3 separate regions of the Sus scrofa genome follow, and regions 1 and 3 are each linked to region 2. A link is a contact called in public targeted proximity ligation data. All regions are on one chromosome and are shown on one strand. The core of a region is the stretch at or near the end of the contact, and the rest is flanking DNA. Distances in the headings are between cores, read along the strand shown.

Evidence for each region.
Region 1: a targeted proximity ligation map of alveolar macrophages shows a contact between it and region 2. A contact is called at or near these places in 1 of 47 Hi-C or Micro-C datasets (blood) and 1 of 2 datasets of targeted methods (alveolar macrophages).
Region 3: a contact with region 2 is called in a targeted proximity ligation map of alveolar macrophages. A contact is called at or near these places in 2 of 47 Hi-C or Micro-C datasets (alveolar macrophages and blood) and 1 of 2 datasets of targeted methods (alveolar macrophages).

What each region holds. Positions count from the first base shown.
Region 1 is chr3:22,225,703-22,228,819 of Sscrofa11.1, reverse strand. All of the region lies in intron 2 of PRKCB (protein kinase C beta type), which reads left to right. Among named protein-coding and RNA genes, the nearest start is that of PRKCB, 160 kb to the left of the region's middle.
Region 2 is chr3:22,422,827-22,426,127 of Sscrofa11.1, reverse strand. No RefSeq gene overlaps it. Among named protein-coding and RNA genes, the nearest start is that of PRKCB, 41 kb to the right of the region's middle.
Region 3 is chr3:22,259,343-22,262,750 of Sscrofa11.1, reverse strand. All of the region lies in intron 2 of PRKCB (protein kinase C beta type), which reads left to right. Among named protein-coding and RNA genes, the nearest start is that of PRKCB, 120 kb to the left of the region's middle.

The sequences.
Region 1 (3,117 bases), core at 35-2,534, 200 kb after region 2:
TTTTTTTTTTTTGTCTTTTCTAGGGCTGCACCCATGGCATATGGAGGTTCCCAGGCTAGGGGTCAAATCAGAGCTGTAGCCACCAGCCTATGCCAGAGCCACAGCAACTTGGGATCCGAGCCACATCTGCGACCTACACCACAGCTCTCAGCAACACCGGATCCTTAACCCACTGAGTGAGGCCAGGGATCGAACCTGCAACCTCATTGTTCCTAGTTGGATTCGTTAACCCCTGAGCCATGACGGGAACTCCAAGGCTATTGCTTTCAAGTTCCCTCCTTAGTGCTGGGCTGCTGCTCAGCTGATGCCGTTGGCTCTTGCTTCCTCCTCTCTTACAGGAGGAAGTCATTCTCATCAGAATTTGGTGAATTCCCTTTAAGACAGGGTAGTAAACAGTGGCCCCAGGGGATGGAATATGATGCGGTTTTGGAAGCAGAATGGGGTCATTCTCTAGGCGTTGAGATGAGTGGCCTCCAGCTGTGTGAGTTTGGGAGGAAGCCCGGGTGGCAGGTGCAGATCAGCAACGCCCTTTCACATTTGAGTCCCCTGTTTCCAGTCTCCCTTCTCTCCCCTCCGTTCATCAAAATCTCTGGAGGTGGGACTTGAGCCCTGATTTGTTTTGAAGATTCCAGGTGAGTCATTGTGCAGCCAGGGCTAAGAGCCAGGGGCATGGAATGGTATCATTTGGGTGAAACAAAACGGACAGAGTTAAAAAAAAAAAAAAGACAGAGATTTATTATTATTTTTGCTGTTTTTGTTTTGTTTTGTTTTTAAAGGGCTGCATCCTTGGCATATGGAGGGTCCCAGACTCAGGGTTGAATGGGAGCTGTACCTGCCAGCCTACACCACAGCCACAACAACACCAGATCTGAGCTGTGTCTAGTGACCTACACCACAGCTCATGACAACGCTGGATCCTTAACCCACCGAGAGAGGCCAGGGATCGAACCCGCATCCTCATGGATACTAGTCGGATTCGTTTCTGCTGTGCCACAATGGGAACTCCATAGATAGAGAATTATATTTCGTATATAGGTAGAGACTCACGTGTGCTCACACACATGCAGAGAGGATCTCTAGAAGGAGAGATAAGAAATTGGTAGAGCAGTGGCCTCTGATAACGGCACAGAGCAGTGATTCTCAACTGCAGCTTATCTGCAGTGTCCACGCTTTAAGTCATAAGCATGGCATACAGGTTTAAAAAGAACTCCGCACTGCACACCCAAGGCTGTCCAGGCAAGGCTGTGTGTGACTCTCTGAGCCCACGCAGCTTGACTGCCTGGGGCCAGCCGCCCACAGAGGCACCAGTACCGCCCGCTGCCTTGGCCACAGCTGCCTTCCTCCTGACTCAGCCTTGGTGAATGATTTCTGAGTGAGGGGGTGACCCAAGAGCCCAGTCAAGCATTCATTCATTCATTGTTAATACATTCATTCATTGTTTTATGGAGGATTAGATATGGGGCTGGCACACACCAGACATGTGAATCTGGCCTCATCCTCATAGCTCATGAAGTAAGTTGTCTCATCCTCACTCTGTGGTTGAGGATATTTTAGCTCAGAGATACCATGTGGTCAAGGTGGAAGTGTTTGAGTCAGGATGACAGGCTAAAACAGCTTGTGAGCTCGTGGGACTCAGATGTCTTTGGATGGTTTGCACAGAGCTTTAAAAAAAAAAAATCCTGGGAGTTCCCACTGGGGCTCAGAGGCAATGAACCTGACTACTATCCAAGAGGATGTGGGTTCGAACCTTGGTCCTGCTCAGTGGGTTAACTAACGATCAGGTGTTGCCATGAGCTGCAGTGTAGGTCACAGATGCGGCTCGGATCCTGTGTTGCTGTGACTGCGGTGTAGGCTGACAGCTCTGATGTGACCCCTAGCCTGGGAACTTCTATATGCCTTGGGTGCGGCCCTAAGAAGACAAAAAATAAAAATTAAAAAAAATTAAAATTAAAATAAAAAAAAATCCTATCTGACAACGCTGGACTTGTGATCCCAGGGCCACTGTTGGATGGACCTGAGTGTCCTGGGATGGGCATGTGCTCTCAGGTTCAGCCCAGCCACCTTCCCTGCTGTATGACACCGGGCTGGCTTCACTCAGTCCGAAGGCCTGGCTGTTGTAGGCATCTGAGTTTATAACCTGCAATAAAGTAGGTGGAATGAGTCAACCATGGTCTGTCCCATGGGGCGTCTGAGCTGAATGATCATTTCTAACTCCAATCTGACCTTCAGGCTGCTGGTTGGAGAACTAAGCTCTCTGCCTCCAATTTCCTTGTGTACATCCTGTGATAGGCTCTTGGCAGTGATACGTTTGTGGAACAGATTTGCACAGTGGATAATTAGTAAAATACAGTATGGAAGGGGCCAGTCATCCAGCCTGGCAGGAGTGTGCGGCAGTGGAAGGGGAGGAGATAAGAGGAAAATGAGGTGATGGTTATATGGTGGGTAGACGCCGGGCTACCTATGGTATTTGAACTTTATTCTTTAGGCCAGAGCTGTTCAATAATATTTTCGAAGATGAGTGTCCAATATGGGAGCTTCTAGCCGCATGTGACTATTAAGCACTCGAAATGTGATGAGTGCGAATGAGGAACTGAATTTTCCATCTTATTTAATGAATTTAAATTGGCATAGTGCCATGTCACCAGTGGCTACCATATTGGACAGTGCCACGTTAAACAGAGTCAGCCAGAGAATGTGTTGGAGCAGGGAAATAATACCAAGCTGAATTTTCAGAGCATGCATTTTCCAAGGGTGTGTAGGCTGCATGGGGTAGAGGGAAGTAGGTAGGAATAATATTGACAGTATTTAGTATATGTTAGGCTCTTCCTATATCCACACACTGTGCGAACTCATTTAATCCTCGTAACAACTCAGTGAAAATAGCACTGTTATTATTTCTGTCTTATAAACTAGGAAACCAAGACACAGCAAGGTCAATGGGCTTATTCAAGGTTACGAAGCTATTCAGTAGTGGTGTCTGGTGCAGCTTGGCTGCAGAGCTTGGACTGTAAACCTCTCCCACCTGGAAAGAAAGAAATAAACCTTTATCGAGAGTTTACTTTGTGCCCTGATGCTGTGTGTCTGTACATGACGTCTTGTTTAGACCTGATAGCAATC
Region 2 (3,301 bases), core at 613-3,112:
GAATCAGGTGTGAGGACGAATATCTTTTTACATGTTTGTAAATCACTTGAATTTTTTTTCTTGAGAACTGCCTGTACTTGTCCTTGCTCAACTTTGCTATTAAGTGTTGGTCTTCCTTGTATTAATTATTTTTTTTTAAGGGCCACACCTGTGGCATACGGAAGCGCGCAAGTGAGGGATGGAATCAGAGCTGCACCTGCTGGCCTGCGCCACAGCCACAGCAACGCCAGATCCTTAACTCGCTGATCGAGGCCAGGGATCTCCTCATGGATACTAGTCAGATTTTTTTCCTCTGAGCCGCCATGGGAACTCCCCTATTAATTTTTTTTGGCCACACCCATGGAATGTGGGAAGTTGGGGACCAGGGATCAAACTGCAGTGACAATGCTGGATCCTGAAACTGCTGCACCATAAGGCAGCTCCTCATATTAATTTTCTTTGTTTTCTTTCCTTTTTTTATGAAAGTATAGTTGATTTACAATGCTGTGCTCCTTGCATGATTATTATTATTCTTATTTATTTATTTTTTTGTCTTTTTGCCTTTCCTAGGGCCGCTCCCGCGGCATATGGAGGTTCCCAGGCTAGGGGTCGAATCGGAGCTGTAGCCGCCGGCCTACACCAGAGCCAGAGCAATGCTGGATTCTTAACTCACCAAGCAGGGCCAGAAACTGAACCCAGGTCCTCACAGACACTAGTTGGGTTCGTTACTGCTGAGCTGCAGAGGGAACTCTGTGTTAATTTTTTTTTTTTTTTTTTTTTTTTTTTTGCCACACCCAGGACATGCGGAAGTTCCCTGGGCCAGGGATTGAACCCATGCCACAACAGTGACAATGCCAGATCCTTAACCTGCTGAGCCACTAGGGAAATCCTCCGTGGTAATTTTTAAAAAGCCTTTTTACATTAAGAAACTTAGCCCATGCTTTGTTATATATGTTGTGACTATTTTTTTCTGATTTGCTGTTTGTCTTTTGATTTTGTTTAATATGGATATTTGAAAAATAAAATGAAATACCTAGTAAAAGGTATCAGTCTTTTCTCTTATCATGTCTCTGATTCATGTCTTTCTTAGAAAGGTCTTCCCTTATCCAAGATGATAAAAACTTCCCCCATTTTTCTAGGATTCCAATGGCTTTTTTCTTTTTCTTCTGTTACAGCTTGGTTTCTTTTTTGATATTAACATTTTGGCCCTAAGGAATTAATGTGATATCAGGAATGGGGTAGCAAACTACCCTCCCTCCTTTAAATCTAGATAACCACCCAGATCTCCTCAAACCATTTTTATTTATTTATTTATTTATTTTTATCTTTTTGCCATTTCTTAGGCTGCTCCCGCGGCATATGGAGGGTTCCCAGGCTAGGGGTTGAATAGGAGCTGTAGCCACCAGTCTACACCAGAGCCACAGCCACACAGGATCCGAGCCGCGTCTGCCACCTACACCATAGCTCCCGGCAACGCCAGATCCTTCACCCATGGAGCAAGGCCAGGGATCGAACCCACAACCTCATGGCTCCTCGTCAGATTTGTTACCCACTGCGCCACGACGGGAACGCCCTCAAACCATGTATTAACAAGTCCATCGTCTACCAACTTAGTTAAACTACCTCTCTTATCTTCCATAGCAGCTCAGTGTTGTGGATACCTGTAGACCGTCTTAGCTAATTGCATTCTGAGATTCTGGCCAGTTCTTCATTTTTCTTGCTGACGTTGTCGTCTTTCAGAAGCTGGAGGAAGTGTGCAGAGGAACCGTTGTCTTGGGCCAAATTCTGGCCGACCAGGCGGAACGAACTGCTGAGGGGAAGTGACAAGAATCTTGGTACAAAGTGACTATGCCATTCTAGACACTCTGTCTGCCTCCTGCCTCTCTGGTTAGCCCTCAAGCTTCATCCGGCCCCGTTAGGAGCATCCCTTGCGGTCAGGGTCACTGAGAGCCTGCTCTGCCTCTAGCAACAGGAAGTCTGACAAGCGAGTTCCCTAAACACACCCTCCCCTCTCTTCTAAGTCTTTACACAGGCTTGTCCCTTGGCCCACAGCACCTTCTGTCATGTCATTGCTTCGCAGACGCTTCTTCATCCTTGATGGCTAACTGGCTAACTGCCATCAGGCTTTTTGTTGTAGTTGCTGTTGTGTCCCTGGCATACGAAATCCTTGGGCCAGGGATTGAACCCATGCCACAGCAGGGACCTGAGCCACAGCAGAGACACACCAGATCCTTAACCTGAAGTACCACCAGGGAACTCCAGTTTCTGTCTCAGTTTAAAGACTCCCTCCATTGTGAAATCTTCGCCGAGATACAAAGTTAGATGCTCTTAGGAGCTTCTAGTCTCGTCATAGTTTTTACTCAAGGCCAATGGATCGGGGATGGAAAAACCACACACACACACTCTAAAGGTGTGATGATCGGAGCTCCCGTCGTGGCACAGTGGTTAACGAATCCAACTAGGAACCATGAGGTTGCGGGTTTGATCCCTGGCCTTGCTTAGCGGGTTAAGGATCCAGCGTTGCCGTGACCTGTGGTATAGGTGGCAGACGCGGCTCGGATCTAGTGTGGCTGTGGCTCTGATGTAGGCCGGCAACTATAGCTCCAATTAGACCCCTAGCCTGGGAACCTCCATATGCCACGGGAGCAGCCCTAGAAAAGACGCAAAGACCAAAAATAAATAAATAAAGGTCTGATGAGCTGGAAAGTGGCCTGGGTTAGATCCCAAGTAAAGTTCTCTTTCTTTCTTTCCTTCCTTCTTTCCTTCTTTTCTTTCTTTCCTTCTTTCCTTCCTTTCTTCCTTTCTTCCTTTCCTTCTTTCCTTCTTTCCTTCCTTCCTTCCTTCCTTCCTTCCTTCCTTTCTTTCTCTCTCTCTCTCTTTCTTTCTCTCTTTCTTTCTTTCCTTCTTTCCTTCTTTCTTTCTCTTTCTTTTTCCTTTTTCTCCCATCCTTCCTTCCTTTCTCCCTTCCTTCCTCCCTTCCTTTTTTTCTTTTTCTTTTTTTTTTTTTTCATTTTTGGCCTCCCAGAGGCATATGGAGCACCCAGGCCAGGGATCAGATCAGAGCACCAGTCAAGAGCTAAGCCACAGCTTCGGCAATGCTGGATATTTAACCAACTGTGCAGGGCTGAGGGTTGAGCCTGCATCTCAGGGCTCCCAAGACACTGCTGATCCCATCGTGCCACAGCAGGAGCTCCTCAAGTAAAGTTTTCTTATAGTCTATCTGCCCCAGGACCAGGATCAGCTATATCGTTTGGGAGGCTGAGTACAAAACCAACCTGTGGAGTCCCTGGTTCAACAATTATGAATTTCAAGATGGTGACAG
Region 3 (3,408 bases), core at 866-3,365, 160 kb after region 2:
CGTGATGGGGGAATCTACCAATAGAATGCATCCTGGTTGGACTTTGAATTGCCTGCTGGCGACAAGGAGGAGCAGAAACACTGGCCAGTCCATCCTGGGGAGAGCGATGGCAGATGTATCCAGACTACACAGGCAGCTGTGGAAACGCTACTAGTAGGATCTGTGTCTAGAGTGGATGCTGAATAGTCACAGCATCTGTGGTATAGACTCTAGGGTGGGGGCAGGGCTTCCTTTGCTGATGGGTTCTGTGCTGTGGTTAAAAAGTTACTCCGGGCTGTGTGGCCCCTAGTCAGATTCTCTAGGCCTTCCAGAGATTACATGCCTTTCCTGCTTAAACCAGTTAGAGTGGGTTTCCATTGTGTGTAAGGGAGCATCTTGACTGCTGACCACACTGTGATGGCCATTATCTGATTTAATCTCCTGGTAACCCAGTGAGGTAGCCTTCTTACTCTCTTTTTACAAAGGAAGAAAGTGAGGCATGAAGAGGGGAACTAGACTTGCCCAAGATCACAATGGCTGGTAAGTGGAGGAGTCAGAATTTGAATCTAGATCGTCTGACTCCAAAGCCCATTTTGCTTTTAAAAAAAATATTCTTTTCCATTATGGTTTATCATAGGATATTGAATATAGTCCCTTGCAAAGCACATATTTTTGTGTTTTTTTTTCTCTGCCCATGGCATATGGAAATTCTTGGGTCAGGGATCGAACCCTTGTCACAGCCATGACAATGCTGGATCCTTAACCTGCTGAGTTCTAAAGCACGTGTTTTTAACCACCACCTCTTTTTCTTTTTTTTAATTTTTTAAATTTTTTTTTTTTGGGGGGGGAGTTCCCTTCATGGCTCAGTGGTAGCGAACCTGACTAGATCCATGAGGACATGGATTGGATCCCAGGCTTCACTCATTGGGTTAAGGATCTGCCGTTGCTGTGAGCTGTGGTGTAGGTCGCAGACGCAGCTCAGATCTGGCATGGCTGTGGCTGTGGTGTAGCCCGGCAGCTGTAGCTCCAATTAGACCCCTAGCCTGGAAACCTCCATATGCCACAGGTGCGGCCCTAAAAAGACAAAAGACCAAAAAAAATGAAATAAAATAAAATAAAATAATAGAGACAGTGATTCGGGCGTATAAACACTTGAGTTTGGCCTGGAGCTTGCTCTCTGTGAGGCTATGTATGAGTATTAGCATGTTTATAATCTTCTAGAGTTTACAGGTGGATATGGGCAGGGGGTCAGGGGGAGAATGAGATTGAAATGCAGAGGAGAAAGAAAGAACTGTCCCTTGGGACTTTCTAGAAAAGAAAGGCAAAGGAAGCCTTGGCTCCAGCCCACAGACCTGTTAGAAAGTGAACCTGGTCTCTACTTACTCATCAGCAGTACTGAGTCCTGTTAACAGCGACAAAACAATTAATAGTCTTTTGGACAGAACTGCAAGGGAGCTGGATTGGCTAACTGGTCGACCTTAGCTGCGTCTCTCGGGCCAGGACCCTTCCTGGGGTTCAATGTCCTTCTTTCTCTTTTTCCTCACTGTCTTTCCTTCCTTCTTACCGCTCCTTTTTCTTCAACAATTATTTTTGAGCACCTGGTATTTTCTGATTCCATCAATATCTATTGGGTGCCTATGGTGTGCCACACGTACTTGTTGGTGTTGAAGCCACAGCGGCGAAATAGGCAGACAAGCTCCCCTCATTTCCAAATAGGCAGAGGAGGTGGTCCCCCTGGGGCACAAAGCCAGCAGGTACCAGCTATTTTCAGTGGTGTATCTCCACCCCCAATCCTAACCTGCTCCCTAGGTGTATACCATTCCTGGGGAAACTGAGGCTGGAGGGCTTGAGTCAATTGTCCAAAGTGTCACAGACAGGCCCAGATCTCTGGGAAATCCCTCGGAGCCGCATGAGCGCAGCTAAACCTGACTCCAGATCCGACTCAGTCTGCGCTGGGACTCAGAGCCTCTTTTCCTCTCTTCACTTGGGCCGAGAGACCAGCCGCTTTCACTCTCCCCGTGTTGCCACCACCCATAATGTCCCAAAGAGACTGGCTCTGGGGCGGATGTGGTCCCCCCAGCTGCCCACTTCCTTGCTGCTTCTGCCAACAGCAGCTTCAGCCCTTCTGATGTGAAGGTTTTTTTTTTTTTTTTCCTGTTGATCCCTCTAGGGGAAACAGATGTGGGTGGGGAGGCTGGCAGAGCTCACCCACACTCACCTAAGCCCGGAAGTAACCCAGGCTCTCTGCACCCCTGATGATGACAGCGACTCCCTTCTGAGATGCCTGGCTCACTGGCTCCCCTCACCCCCCACCCCCCCATAGGGTTCCCGCTATTTTGCTGGTGGATAAAGCGCCTTCCGATCTCAACCCGCTGTCAGGCAGGACTTCCTCTTTGAGACTTGACTTCCTAGGCCTAGACCAGCGAAAAGCCAAGCCGCGTGGTTAAGCGGAGGAGGTGAAGAACTGAGTCTTAGGTCCAAATCCCTGTGCTGCCATTGATGAGCTGTGTTATCTCACACACGTTGATTAACCTCTCTGAGTTCCTTTGTGAAAGAAGCCTGAGCGTACCTCCATCAGAGGGCCATAGCAATAAGGCCCCTGAGCCTCTTAGCTCAGTGCCTGGCCCACCGTAAACAGGAAGGGCTGGGAAGAGAAGAAGGCTTCTGGTGTCTGCAGGCCCCTCAGACCTGGGGCCCCCATTTCTAAGACTTGGCATGGCCTTCCAGGGCTGCGTCTGCCCACGGTTTCACTTTAGCAAAGGCCTCTCCTTTCTCTCTGCTTTGCCTTTTGTCTCTTGGTCTGTTACCTCCGTGTTCTCCATAGTGAACGATCACATAAAACCCTCCCTTGCCCTGGTGCCCATTTCTCCCTGAGTGAGAGGCATGCCTGAGCGCCCTGGTTGGCCTCTGGGGAGGACAGGAGGAGTGGCCCCCATCAAAGAAGCCCTGTGGTCCATGGGTAGCAAGCCCCGTTCTTGTCTTGCCCAACTCCTGCTCCCAGATCCATTAGCCTCCTTGAATCAGCCCCGCCATTCCAGAAGAGCTATGGGAAAGGGTGGTTGCATATAAAACAATGCTCTGCAGCTCACATCAGTGGAAACATGTTCCCGGTTTAACTTGAGTCTCTGGAGGATTGCGGGGTGTCTGTCACATGCAGAACCAAGTAGCAGAAGGAATGGATGCCCTCCCCGCCCCAGGAAAGGTGTTTGTACTTTCACTCCTTTGTTCACTATTCATTCAACCCATGTCGGTGCCAACACTGGGAATGATCTGTCTTCTCCATCGTTACCAATCGAATGGGTGAGAAGGTATCTTGTGTTAATTTGCATCTCCCAGGTATCCAGCCACTTGGGCATGTCTTCATGTGCTTGTTGCCAGTAGTATTTCTTTCTTTGGGAATTCCCTAAGAATTGTCCATTTTTCTAGTGG